Regions from separate parts of the Mus musculus genome. Here region 2 is linked to region 1. Evidence: chromatin contacts called from public Hi-C data. All regions are on one chromosome and are shown on one strand. The core of a region is the stretch at or near the end of the contact, and the rest is flanking DNA. Distances in the headings are between cores, read along the strand shown. Region 1 holds the start of Car1 (carbonic anhydrase 1). Region 2 has its middle 31 kb from the start of Car3.

Evidence for each region. A called contact is a pair of places that touch in the nucleus more often than the background predicts.
Region 2: a Hi-C map of liver shows a contact between it and region 1, with 4 times the contacts expected there. The contact joins the enhancer-like site here to the promoter of Car1 in region 1. A contact is called at or near these places in 1 of 39 promoter capture datasets (macrophages), 7 of 484 Hi-C or Micro-C datasets (3T3-L1-derived adipocytes, the C2C12 cell line and liver) and 2 of 115 datasets of contacts at active chromatin or transcription factors (a colorectal cancer cell line and liver).

Annotation. Positions count from the first base shown.
Region 1 is chr3:14,774,959-14,781,510 of GRCm38.p6, forward strand. Car1 (carbonic anhydrase 1) reads right to left here and starts at 3,502. Exons shown (of 7, transcript NM_001083957.1): 1 at 3,390-3,502; 2 at 2,771-2,968; 3 at 1,260-1,378. The coding sequence starts at 3,426.
Region 2 is chr3:14,828,701-14,836,042 of GRCm38.p6, forward strand. No RefSeq gene overlaps it. Among named protein-coding and RNA genes, the nearest start is that of Car3, 31 kb to the right of the region's middle. Within about 2 kb of position 4,326, at least 16 of the 459 cell types and tissues checked have an H3K27ac peak or open chromatin away from gene starts, as enhancers often do. A contact at or near this core is called in the C2C12 cell line and liver, where this site is marked.

The DNA.
Region 1 (6,552 bases), core at 2,252-4,751:
AGTGCAGAGCAGAGACTGAAGTTAAGGCCATCCAGAGACTTTCCCACATTAGAGTTCAACCCAGATACAGTCACCAAACTCTGATACTATTGTGGATGCTAAGAAATGCTTGCTGAAAGGAGCCTGAAATAGATAAGTCCTGCGAGGCCCTGCCAGAGCCTTATAAATAGAGAGTTGAATGCTCATAGCCAACCATTGCACTGAGTGTGGGCTCCCCAATGGAGGAGTTAACGAAAGGACTGAATGAACTGAAGGGATTTGCAACCCCATAGGAATCAGAATAATATCAATCAACCAGACTCCCCCCCCCTCCCAGGGCTCCCAGTGACTAAGCCACCAACCAAGGAGTACACATGGCTCCAGAGGCTATTGTAGCAGAGGACGGCCTTGTCAGGCATCAATGGGAGGAGAGTTCCTTGGTCCTATGAAGGCTCGATAGATGCCCCAGTGTAGAGGAATTGAGGGCAGGGAGGTGGTAGTGGATAGGTGGGTAGAGGAACACCCTTATTAAAGTGTGGGGAGGAGAGATGGATTTCTGGGACTCAGGGAAACCGGGGAACAATATCAATCCCCGGGAAAGGGGATAACACTTGAAATATAAATAAATTAAAAAGAAAAAAGAAAAAATCTTCAAACTCATATATTCATTTTACTAAGTTAAAATGAAAATAGACATCTTATCTATATGTAATCATAGTTACATACAGATATTAGGCATTCATACAAATAAGTGAATATTTTATCATTTTTATCTCTACTAAAGGTGAAAGTTTTCAGCTTGATGTACGTGTGTTCAGTTTTTCACAATTATGTACATATTCACTTACACATATGCAGTTTCCTCCATTGCAATCTTTAAAGCCTAGCTCTGTGATTAAAGTCCAGCACTTTCTCCTATGATACTCCAGTATTCTTGTCTGCACACATACATGCTACTGGTAAATTTGGGAAGTTAAATAAATGAAGCTCAGTGGCATGTCCAGTTCAGTCAGAGTCTTTAAAAGGATAGGACAATCCTTGAAGCTGGAAAGATGTCAAAGTTTTTCAGAAACTCTCCTTTACAAGTTAAGGTATTTCTTTCTATAGAAAAGTATCCATTGCAAATTATGGTGTACTGTGTCTGATTTAATGGATTTAGGCATTCATATAACGACCAGCGTGGTCTGACCTTTGAAGCGTTCTGAGAGTAGCTTCTGTAGCTACCAGAGATATTTCTAGGGCACTCTCATAAACTAGCTCTTAGTGTTATTAAGCATTACCTCTCCAGAATATCTAGTTCCATCCACGGTGTGCTCAGAGCCATGGTCGTTTGAGTTGCCCCAGTGAAAATGGAACTGAGTGAGCCGATAGCTATCAGCAAGAGGGCCACCTTTCAGAACTGAAATGAAAGAGAGTTATTGTCAGCCAGGTGAACTCTAGTTCATCTTTAATATAAACCAATGTTACATTGCCTTGTGCACGATGGAAATAAACATCAGTGGGTGCCAAAGTTATGTTTTCATTGTGTTTCCCTACTCCATATCCCACTATTATACATACAGTGCCTTCCTGATTATGTTGTCACTAATACAGCTCAAGATATGTATACAAATTCTAGGAAAGGAACCACAAAGTTACCTACACATGTTACCAAAATGACATATTTCAGAGGGAATAAGTTGTGTGATCACAGAGCTTTCCTTGGATATCCATTAATTTGCAAGTTTATTCATTCATTAGACTGTACTAGTGCATAATGTGTGTCACAGTTTATAGCAATTTCTATCAATTAAAAACCTCCCATCACACGTTTTTTATATACATAGTAAAGATATAACAATGTAGAGTGAACATTTGGTTGAGAGCCTCCTGGCAAGGGATGAAGAGAAACTGCCTATCAGGCAAGGCCACTTTAAAAATGTTTGGTCTGAATGACAGTCCAGCCTTGGAGTCTGTCCAATCATATGATTACTTGAGCAATCACAACACTAGACCTAACTCGGTGTTTTAATGGGCAAGCCACTATGGTGCCTAACAGTTAAAATTAGGAAAGTACAGCAAGCATTTTAATTTACATCCTTGGAACTCTTAGAGAATAAACATTTAACACCTTATTCAATAAATACTGATGACCATGTGGCAAGGAACAAGCCAGAGTCTAGGGTATGAGGGGAGTTTGTGCATCATGTGTCTCACCATTGAGCTCATCTACTCTCGTTCTGTTTAGAATATTTGCCCTTTTGGTTTCGTGCCCATACTGATCTGCTCACTATACTCTTTTGAAGAAATGTTACTTATTCAGATAGAGCACAAAGATTCTGGAATGCCCAAAATAGATTGAATGGCTTATTGATAAGGACAGAGAGAAAACAGAGCTAGGAGCTCTGCAAGCCATCTTCCAAGAAGCCACAATTCCTCCCAGATATTACAATTTTGAGATAAACAAATACATGTGCAAAATGCATGGTATGCTGTTTTGTTTCTGAAGACCTCCAGCTCTTTTGCCTACTCTTGGGACTCTTTTCCTCTTATTTGGTTGCCTTGTCCAGCCTCAATCTGAGGGCATTTTCCCTGTCTGTTGTATCAGGTTTCATTGTTACTTAGACACCTGTTCTTTTCTAAAGGGAATTGGAGAGGGAGTGGACTTGGGGGTGACAAGGAACTTGGAGGAGTACAGGGAAGCAAAACTGGTCAGGTTGTATTATGTAAGAGCAAAATATCTTTTCAATAAAAAATAAATTCACTTAGTAAGTTCCAAGAAACCAAGTATCATAATAGTCTTTGAGCTCACCAGATTGGTTGCTACTGTCATCAAAAATTACATGGAAAGAATGTCCCACGTTAACAATTTCTTTGGCAGTTGCAGGATTATAGGAGATGCTGAGTGGTTTCAGAGAGGAGTCATGATTGGCTTCACTGGTTTTAATATCAATAGGAGACTGGTTGTTTCCATTGGCAATGGGATACAGCTTGCTCCATTGGTCAGGACCTACATGAACAAACACATCCATGCAACCACCATTTCACAGCATGCTTCATGTCAAGTATCAGGACTTCAACTAACTGTTTGCTTATTAGATTATGCTTTATTCATATCTGTTAAATGGCATTCAGTACTTTAAAATGTATCTTTTGTTACTAGGTTAATAAACAGTATATTTGGCCATATCAACAATATAGGCCTAATCATGCTCTTTATACAATCATAGTTAGAAATAGTATGTACATACCAAATAAATTTTATGCTCAAAGACCAACTACTAAAAATATATACAAGAATATTATAATTATTCAAAAATGACTCTTACCATTAACCTGTGAATGTACAGTAATGTTAACTGATTAATACATCCTCTACTAGAAAAGAGAACAAACTACTATTTTGATAGATGTAAAAGAAATACTCTTACCATTTTCGCTTCCATATCCCCAGTCTGCACTTGCCATTTTCTCTTATTTAGGTTGTGATTCCTGTAAAGAGAAATGATATGTGAAATGACTAACTGCACTTACACCTGCAGCAGAGATCTTAAGTGACACCATGGGCTTTTATAGAAGCTTGTCTTCCTGTAATAGTTCACTGTTTCATCAACTTTGCTCATCAGGAAGTATACACATAAAATAAAATGGTATTGTAAAATGTCTATTGGGGTAGGTCAGCATGAATTGTTTTATGTTATTGTAATATAAAAATGAAATATCAAAATCATAGATATTATTAAACTGGTCTTGTTTTCCTATGCTTGTGGAAGATGTGACTGACTATTGACTAAATCTTATCAAATTTCTTTGAATAAAAGTACTAAGCTGTGTTAGCAACACTAATTTAATATGAAATAAATTGGCATGGTTATGGACAGAACTGAATGACTATCATGATGTTAATTTAGAATCAGGTAATAGAACTAGTAATTAATTATCCATAAGACAATGGTATTCATAATGATACATTTTATAGATGAATTCCAAAGATCTTTCCAGTGTGAAGTTTTCTTCTAATGTAAACTCTTAGGACAATAATAGCCAGTCAGGTTAGAAATAGTTCTTTTATTCTGAGAAATAATGAAATTCATAAATTCATAAAACATTATAATCAATGTTGAATATGGTGGAATATTTTCCACCTAGAATAAGCAATGGCCTCTTTATCATTCTCTGCAATTTATGCAGCACTTCCATATTACTTTATTTTACTGTCACACATAAAAATCCTATAAAGTAAGAATTATCATTTCATAGCTGAGACAAGTTGAAGCAATTCATCACAGGTAGTAAGACGTCAACAGATGGAAGTCAACAGTAAACAGTACTCTCTTCCTCCATGGCCACACTGCAGCATGAATAACTGTGAACTAGATCTTACTAATAGAAGTTTAGCACTCTTGAAAGTTCTTACTATTATCAATTAGGCAATCCTCTAGGAAAAAATTACACAATTCTGCATTGCTTTTCTAAAGAGTGCATGTGAGTATCTCAGCATCTACTCAGTTGCCTCCCTCACTCCACTGTCGCAAGTGTCACTCTGGGTCAAGCATGGTCTCATATTCTTTAATACTGCTTCTGCATCCACCATGCTCATAAAATCACTAAGGTGAAAACTCAACTTGCTCACTTATGCACCATGAGTGGTGAGAAGTTGCAAACAATTTCTAGGGAGGCAAAGGAAGCTGACCAGGATGTGTCAGAATTGAGACAAGCCTTTCTTTTCAAGTCTCCAAATAACATTCTTTGGAAATAGCACCAGAACCATAAGCTTCCCAAATAACAAGTGCCTTTCTCCCCTACACTGCAGAACTGATCTGCTACATCCCATGAAGGAATATAATATGCACTAGGAAACATGTTTAGCCAGGCCTGCCAGTTATGCTGTTGCTCCTTTGTGGTGATGACTGTGTTCTGCCTCATGAGAAAAGTGGCCAGCAATTCATGAATGTCTAGGACTTGAGGAGGCCACAGTTTCCATCCTATAACACCAGGAGGCACAGCTTGCAAGGGAGCTTATTTTTCTTTAAATTTTAGTATTTTTTTAATTTGATGGACATCAATGTGTATTTTTCATATACAACATGATACTTTAGAGTACATGTACTTTATAAAACATTTAAATCCGACTAATGATCACATTACCCACAGGGGTTTTGTGACTTAAGGCTCACTCTTCATTTTAAGAACACAATCTATCACCATTAATCACAGACATCTTGCTCTACAATTCCTGTCTATGTATAAAGAACATCCTTTCATCATCTCTTTAAAGAGTAAATTGAACTACTTTATTAATCAATATATTTGTAAAGGAAAAGCATTCTTGTATTATTACATGATGATTCAGTGTAGGAATGACTTAACATTTATATGGCATGGCAATTCATTTAAAGTTTTAGGGACAAAACTTCTGTGACTCCTACCTTCATGACCCTTTATTTTATTATGTACTCAGGGAATATTCAAGCATTCCTACAAGGAAAGACTGAAAGAAAGAGAGAGTTGTAAAACCTAACGAGGGTTCAACCCTAACACTACTCCCACTTAACCTTTATCATTATTTTCTTCTCATAAACTGACTCTCTTACTTTTATGTCTAAACTAAAGGCAAGATGTTTAATTTTTCATCTATTGGACTTTGATCCAGAGATCGCTTCCACTATACACACCAAGGATTACAATGTTTGCATTGCCTTACATTCTAGGAAGATATTCAACGTATATAGCCTTTGCTCTTCTAGACAGTTTATTTCCTGAGACCATCAATGGACACATGGAAGAAAGCTTTTTGCTTTTCCTTTCAGACTGTTTTAAAGGAAGCCATATGCTCCTGAATCTTGATTATAAATCAACTGAGTTAATGGAACAAAACTTGCAGTCTTTAGAAAAGCAAAGGACAATTGCACGATTAAGTTTCCTAGAGAATTGCCTAATTGATAAGTAAGAACTGTTGGGCTGAAAAGATGGCTCAGTGGTTAGACTGCTATTCCAGGGGTCCTGGGTTCAATTCCCAGCAACCACATTGTGGCTTACAACCTTCTGTACTGGGGTCTGTTGCACTCTTCTGGTGTGTTTGAGTACAGTGACAGTATACTCACATATATAAAATAAATGAATCCTTAAAAAATAGTAAGAACTTTCAAGAGTGCTAAAATTTTCCATTAATAAGAACTACTTCACTATATAGTCATGCTGCACAGAAGCAGTACAGGCTAGAAAGGAATACTGTTTATAAAATGCTTTCAATCTTTTAGGCCCTTTAAAGTAATGATCTCATTCAATCTTTATAGATGAGACCCTAGGTGTTAGATGAATATGAACTCTAGTTTTTATTTACTCTTTAGTGCTAAGGATTGACCTGTGAACTCATTTGTGGTAGGTAAGCTCTTTTGCCAATTTGCAATCTTCTGCTTATTTTTCTTCTCTTGCTTTTAATTTTCGGATAAGGCTCAATGAGTTGAACTCATTGTGTTACCCAGCTGTGGCCTTCTCCTTAGCTACCTGAGTAGCTGGAATGATAGGCCTGTTCCATGAATTTTGGCTCACTCAAGAAGCAGGGCAAGCATTTTGAATTAGCTTCTGTTTATG
Region 2 (7,342 bases), core at 3,076-5,575, 55 kb after region 1:
TCAATCTCTTAATTCCTTGTAGAATATTGAGGTAAATCCCAGGAAGTAAAGTTGTAATGCTTTTCAGAATAAACTCATTCTGACACTGTATTTTATTTGGAAAAAAAAGCAACTATTGTAGAACTTTAAAAATTGTAATAGAGTTCATGTTCATATTCTTCATTTTTTGATTGAATAGAACCTTCATTGTGCTCACTCTGTATAGTTGCTAACAGGGATTTTATATTTTTCTTCTTTGTTTTTTTCAGAATACTCAGTTCCCACTGACTGTTCTGTTGATGAATAACAGAAGACAAAATGGATTAGTTGTTTGCTCAGCTTTCTGTCATCATAGGATGACTTTCTAAAGAACAAAGGTTTATTTGGGATTACAGTTTCAGAGGCTGAAGTTCATGACCTTGGCCTCATTCCTTGGAGTGTGTAATGAGGCAGTCCAGCATGGTGGAGGCTCATGGTAAAATGAAACTTCCCAATTTGTAGCCCAGGTATAAGAGAAGGGGAGACATCAGGAACCTATCAGCCTCTCAGTTGTACCCCCAAGTGACCAAAGGCTTCCAATCAGTCCCTGTTTATAAAGCTATCACCATATCTTAGATGTGTCTTTTACTCTGATCCTCCTGTTTTTACCTTCCAAGTGCTGGAATCACAGACATATACCACTGTGCATAGCATCATTACAATGTTATAGTTTTTCACACTATGCCTTGACTTTTTGGAAAGGCAAACCACCTCTTGGATTTCTCCTTCCTTCTCTATCTCTCTCTCTCTCTCTTCCTCCCTCCGTCCCTCCATCTCTTCCTCCTTCCCATTTTCTTCTCTCCCTATTTGGACACAATATAAAATAATTTAGATGAGGTGAGTTAAATTGTGAACAAAGTATGTGCCTATACATGGTTGTAAATCAGCTTATCAAAGTGTAATATTAGAAGAATTTATAAAAATGATAAAATTCATACTCAAAGTTCTGTGTAAAGCAATAATAGCTTTATCTCCTTTTAGTTATCTTGAGTCTTTCTATGACTAACAACTCCCTCATAGGCATCTTAAAGAGCAGTAAGCATAAGTAGATTCCAAATGGGAAGGGAGAAGTGTGAACCATCACTTTCATCCAGACTTGTAGATATATCTGCTGCATTTTCAGAAACCAGAAACAGACAGTGTTCTTTATCTCCATTGAGTCTAGTGTAGCAACATTCAGGTGAGTCCATTCAGGTATTTTTGGGTCAGATAGGCAAAAGGGACAACATTCTGGGCCTTGGTCAATGCTTAACAAAATCTTAGCCTGTGAATATCCTTTACTCTCTAGTACTTTCTTCTATGGCTTTTAAAAAAGACTGTCCATGCTCTTAACCCACTTGCTAAGGAGGACCAGTGCTCAGATAATGAGTTATGCTCTATTGGGACATGTACAACATTCAAATGCTGTGGCATGTGTATCAGCTGTGTACTCAAGAATGCCTCTGTTAGCAGTATTCTAGGGATTATAGGAATCAAACTTAAGAAGATGAGGAGGAAGAGGAAGAAGAAGAAGAGGAAGAAGGGAGAAGAAAAACAAGAATAACAAGAAGAGTCTGAAGCAGGAGGAGAAAGAAGGAGAAGAAGAAGAAAGAAGAAGAAGAAGAGGAAGCGGAAGAGGAAGAGGAGGAAGAAGAGGAAGAAGAGGAAGGAGAGGAAGAAGAAGAGGAAGAAGAGGAAGACTAGGAAGAAGAGAAAGAAGAAGAGGAAGAAGCAGAAGCAGAAGAAGAGGAAGAAGAAGAGGAAGAAGCAGAAGCTTTCTTCCCTGGAAAGGATTCAGAAACACCATAGCTAAGATCCAGGGTATATTTAGACCATTAAACAATGGCACTGAGAGGATACAGAAGGATGGGGTGAGCACATGTCAGCATAGAAGGTTGTCCATAAATGAGTAGCAGAGCATGCTCTTCTTTCTACCTGAGATTATAGAAGCTTAGTGTAAGGAAATGTCACTTCAGATCTCTTTGTTATTAGCTATTGAAGGACCATCAGAATAGATACTTTGTATAAGCATTACAATAACACATGAATTATACCACGTAGAGTACTATGCAAGGAAGGTTTTCTGTATGGTGATAATAGTATTTAATGTTATATTTTGGTTAGTAAATGTAACTACCATGGGATTTGTGGACATATTAACCGAATTTGTAGACCAGAAGTTTTATAAACCTGAAATATGAACTGACAGAAATACTTGCAGTATTTCTAAATGTTATGCCTTGAAATTAATGTATATTTCAATTCCAAAAGGGAATGAGCTTTTATTAATGATAATTGTGATTTATATAGTAAAAGAAATGCATAAGCATAAACAACTAAACATGAGCAATGTAAATTAATATAATTTGTTTATGTATTAATTAAACTTTCTGAGCTCTGGCAACACTCCAGGCTTGAGGCTAGATAGATACATATGAGTCTGTCTTGAAAAAAAAAAAACATGCGAAAGTAAAAAGCATGCTAATTTATCATGAGAGTGCAATAAATTTCCTGATATGAAAGAATTTTTATTTTATTTTTGCAGCAATAACATGTGCATGGTCTAGGAGCAAAGGTGGTGTTTGTGAACTGTGAGTGAGTAAGCACATGAACGAAAGGAGTCTTATGAGACTGCATGAAACTGCAAAGACAGAAGGCATTGAAGAGCATTCTGGCTACAGAGGACAGGATGTCTGCATGTAAGCACTCCAAAGACAGAAGGCATTGACGAGCATTCTGGCTACAGAGGACAGGGTGTCTGCGTGTAAGCACTCCATACCAAAACCAGCTGACCTGAATGGGGAAAAGTGATGAATTTAAAAGCTATTATATCTCCCTGAATCCTAAACAAGTTTGATGATCCAAGTTCAGAAAAAAACAGAAAACCAGGAGAGAAGGCCTTCTGTTGATGTCATCTGTGACTGGACACCTCCACTGGCAGGCCCACCCTGCCAGCTGCCATTACAGTCTCCAGGAACCCCTGCCACTTACTACTGCTGCCAGTCAGAGCAGAATGGGTTTTGCATTATCTTTTTCCTTTTGCCTCACTTGCTTCAGAAATAAAATCATACTAAACGACAGCAGGTTAGATTCTTAACATTCCTAATCGTGCAACCCTTTAATATAGTTCCTCATGTTGTGGTGACGCCCAACCATAAAATTATGTCTGTTGCTACTTCATAACTGGAATTTTGTTACTGTTGTGAGTCATAATTTAAATATTTTTGGAGATAGAGACTTGTCAAAGGAGTTCTGACCCACAGTTTACAAGTAGCTGGTTTGGTAGACATAGAAGATTTATCTACAGGAGTCCAGAAAGGGAATAGTACCACTGCCATTTCCTCTTATAGAGAGAAGCAGGACTCCATATTTCTCATATAGGGAGGTTGGAAATCAGAAGAGATTCCAGATGGGCTTTTTGTGCCCTCTCCAGTTACAGACACTCCAGGAATGGCTGCTTATATTCCCAGAACTGAGTCAATTCCAATCCCCAGTTAGTCTCTTTGCCCTAAATTATTCACAATCACAAAGCTAGTGTAGTTCTTGTTCTGTTGGTTTGTTTGACTTCTACATGACATAACATCTAAAACTCTAGTAAAGGTTCTGGGTCATAAAGTATGCTGGTGAGCTTGACAAGAAGAGAAGTTGAGGTTTTGGAGAAAAGCCTGGTGATAGGGACTAATGGTTTGTATGTGTTGCCTCTTCCACAGAGATCAAGATGGCTGCTGAAGCTTTCCAATAAGCAGGTGACTTTCAAGTTGTTTGATAGCATGCAGTGCTGGTAGTACATTATAGGATTAACTATGGAGGGTTAAGTTTAAAGAAAGCAGTGGAAGACTGTTGCAGTAATGCTCAATGTATTGAAGCAGAAAAGGTGGTTTATTCATTTATCCAGAAAGGCAATATTGAAGAAAGAGTAGAAAGGAGAAGATGGAGCAAGGTGAAAATATCTGATGTCTTTAATCGTGTTTTTGAGATCTAGATATATAAATCTGTGAGCCTATGGAATGAAGGTGGATTTGAAGCCAAGCAGTAAGCAGTGTAGATAAAAGGTGGATTGGAGTATGTTCTGATGAGTCAGAGATAGGTTTAAATAGCTTCTTTGAAGCTTTGAGAAGAAAAGGCTTAACAGAGACTTGAGTGAACCAGCAGAGTAGTCAGTGGATGAAACCAAAGGGTCAGAGTGGTAGAGAAAGTGGGAAAGAAGTCAAGATCACACAGAAAGCTGCTGGAACTCAGCCCAGCAATGCTGGGGAGCACTTACTGGGTTAGGCAATGACTAGATATCTGCTGACCTTAGAGAACACAGAGCCAGAGAAGTAGGGGTGCAAAAGTCAGTGTGTAGAAGAGTGAACCACAAGGGAACAAGTTAAGTTAGTGGAACTGACTCATTGCTTCTGGGGGAGAAGTTACAGAGAAAGAGGAAATCTTTTTTTTTTTTTTATTTTTGTTCATTAGTTTTATTCATTTATTTTTTTCCATTTTTTATTAGGTATTTAGCTCATTTACATTTCCAATGCTATACCAAAAGTCCCCCATATCCACCCACCCCCACTCCCCTGCCCACCCACTCCCCCTTTTTGGCCCTGGTGTTCCCCTGTACTGGGGCATATAAAGTTTGCAAGTCCAATGGGCCTCTCTTTCCAGTGATGGCCGACTAGGCCATCTTTTGATATATATGCAGCTAGAGTCAAGAGCTCCGGGGTACTGGTTAGTTCATAATGTTGTTCCACCTATAGGGTTGCAGATCCCTTTAGCTCCTTGGCTACTTTCTCTAGCTCCTCCATTGGGAGCCCTATGATCCATCCATTAGCTGACTGTGAGCATCCACTTCTGTGTTTGCTAGGCCCCGGCATAGTCTCACAAGAGACAGCTACATCTGGGTCCTTTCAATAAAATCTTGCTAGTGTATGCAATGGTGTCAGCGTTTGGATGCTGATTATGGGGTGGATCCCTGGATATGGCAGTCTCTACATGGTCCATCCTTTCATCTCAGCTCCAAACTTTGGCTCTGTAACTCCTTCCATGGGTGTTTTGTTCCCAAATCTAAGGAGGGGCATAGTGTCCACACTTCAGTCTTCATTCTTCTTGAGTTTCATGTGTTTAGCAAATTATATCTTATATCTTGGGTATCCTAGGTTTGGGGCTAATATCCACTTATCAGTGAGTACATATTGTGTGAGTTTCTTTGTGAATGTGTTACCTCACTCAGGATGATGCCCTCCAGGTCCATCCATTTGGCTAGGAATTTCATAAATTCATTCTTTTTAATAGCTGAGTAGTACTCCATTGTGTAGATGTACCACATTTTCTGTATCCATTCCTCTGTTGAGGGGCATCTAGGTTCTTTCCAGCTTCTGGCTATTATAAATAAGGCTGCTATGAACATAGTGGAGCATGTGTCCTTCTTACCAGTTGGGGCATCTTCTGGGTATATGCCCAGGAGAGGTATTGCTGGATCCTCCGGTAGTACTATGTCCAATTTTCTGAGGAACCGCCAGACTGATTTCCAGAGTGGTTGTACAAGCCTGCACTCCCACCAACAATGGAGGAGTGTTCCTCTTTCTCCACATCCATGCCAGCATCTGCTGTCACCTGAATTTTTGATCTTAGCCATTCTGACTGGTGTGAGGTGGAATCTCAGGGTTGTTTTGATTTGCATTTCCCTGATGATTAAGGATGTTGAACATTTTTTCAGGTGCTTCTCTGCCATTCGGTATTCCTCAGGTGAGAATTCTTTGTTCAGTTCTGAGCCCCATTTTTAATGGGGTTATTTGATTTTCTTGAGTCCACCTTCTTGAGTTCTTTATATATGTTGGATATTAGTCCCCTATCTGATTTAGGATAGGTAAAGATCCTTTCCCAATCTGTTGGTGGTCTTTTTGTCTTATTGACGGTGTCTTTTGCCTTGCAGAAACTTTGGAGTTTCATTAGGTCCCATTTGTCAATTCTCGATCTTACAGCACAAGCCATTGCTGTTCTGTTCAGGAATTTTTCCCCTGTGCCCATATCTTCAAGGCTTTTCCCCACTTTCTCCTCTATAAGTTTCAGTGTCTCTGGTTTTATGTGAAGTTCCTTGATCCACTTAGATTTGACCTTAGTACAAGGAGATAAGTATGGTTTGATTCGCATTCTTCTACACGATAACAACCAGTTGTGCCAGCACCAATTGTTGAAAATGCTGTCTTTCTTCCACTGGATGGTTTTAGCTCCCTTGTCGAAGATCAAGTGACCATAGGTGTGTGGGTTCATTTCTGGGTCTTCAATTCTATTCCATTGGTCTACTTGTCTGTTTCTATACCAGTACCATGCAGTTTTTATCACAATTGCTCTGTAGTAAAGCTTTAGGTCTGGCATGGTGATTCCGCCAGAAGTTCTTTTATCCTTGAGAAGAGTTTTTGCTATCCTAGGTTTTTTGTTATTCCAGACAAATTTGCAAATTGCTCCTTCCAATTCGTTGAAGAATTGAGTTGGAATTTTGATGGGGATTGTATTGAATCTGTAGATTGCTTTTGGCAAGATAGCCATTTTTACAATGTTGATCCTGCCAATCCATGAGCATGGGAGATCTTTCCATCTTCTGAGATCTTCCTTAATTTCTTTCTTCAGAGATTTGAAGTTTTTATCATACAGATCTTTCACTTCCTTAGTTAGAGTCACGCCAAGATATTTTATATTATTTGTGACTATTGAGAAGGGTGTTGTTTCCCTAATTTCTTTCTCAGCCTGTTTATTCTTTGTATAGAGAAAGGCCATTGACTTGTTTGAGTTTATTTTATATCCAGCTACTTCACCGAAGCTGTTTATCAGGTTTAGGAGTTCTCTGGTAGAATTTTTAGGGTCACTTATATATACTATCATATCATCTGCAAAAAGTGATATTTTGACTTCCTCTTTTCCAATTTGTATCCCCTTGATCTCCTTTTGTTGTCGAATTGCTCTGGCTAATACTTCAAGTACTATGTTGAAAAGGTAGGGAGAAAGTGGGCAGCCTTGTCTAGTCCCTGATTTTAGTGGGATTGCTTCCAGCTTCTCTCCATTTACTTTGATGTTGGCTACTGGTTTGCTGTAGATTGCTTTTATCATGTTTAGGTATGGGCCTTGAATTCCTGATCTTTCCAAAACTTTTATCATGAATGGGTGTTGGATCTTGTCAAATGCTTTTTCTGCATCTAACGAGATGATCATGTGGTTTTTGTCTTTGAGTTTGTTTATATAATGGATTACATTGATGGATTTTCGTATATTAAACCATCCCTGCATCCCTGGAATAAAACCTACTTGGTCAGGATGGATGATTGCTTTAATGTGTTCTTGGATTCGGTTAGCGAGAATCTTATTGAGG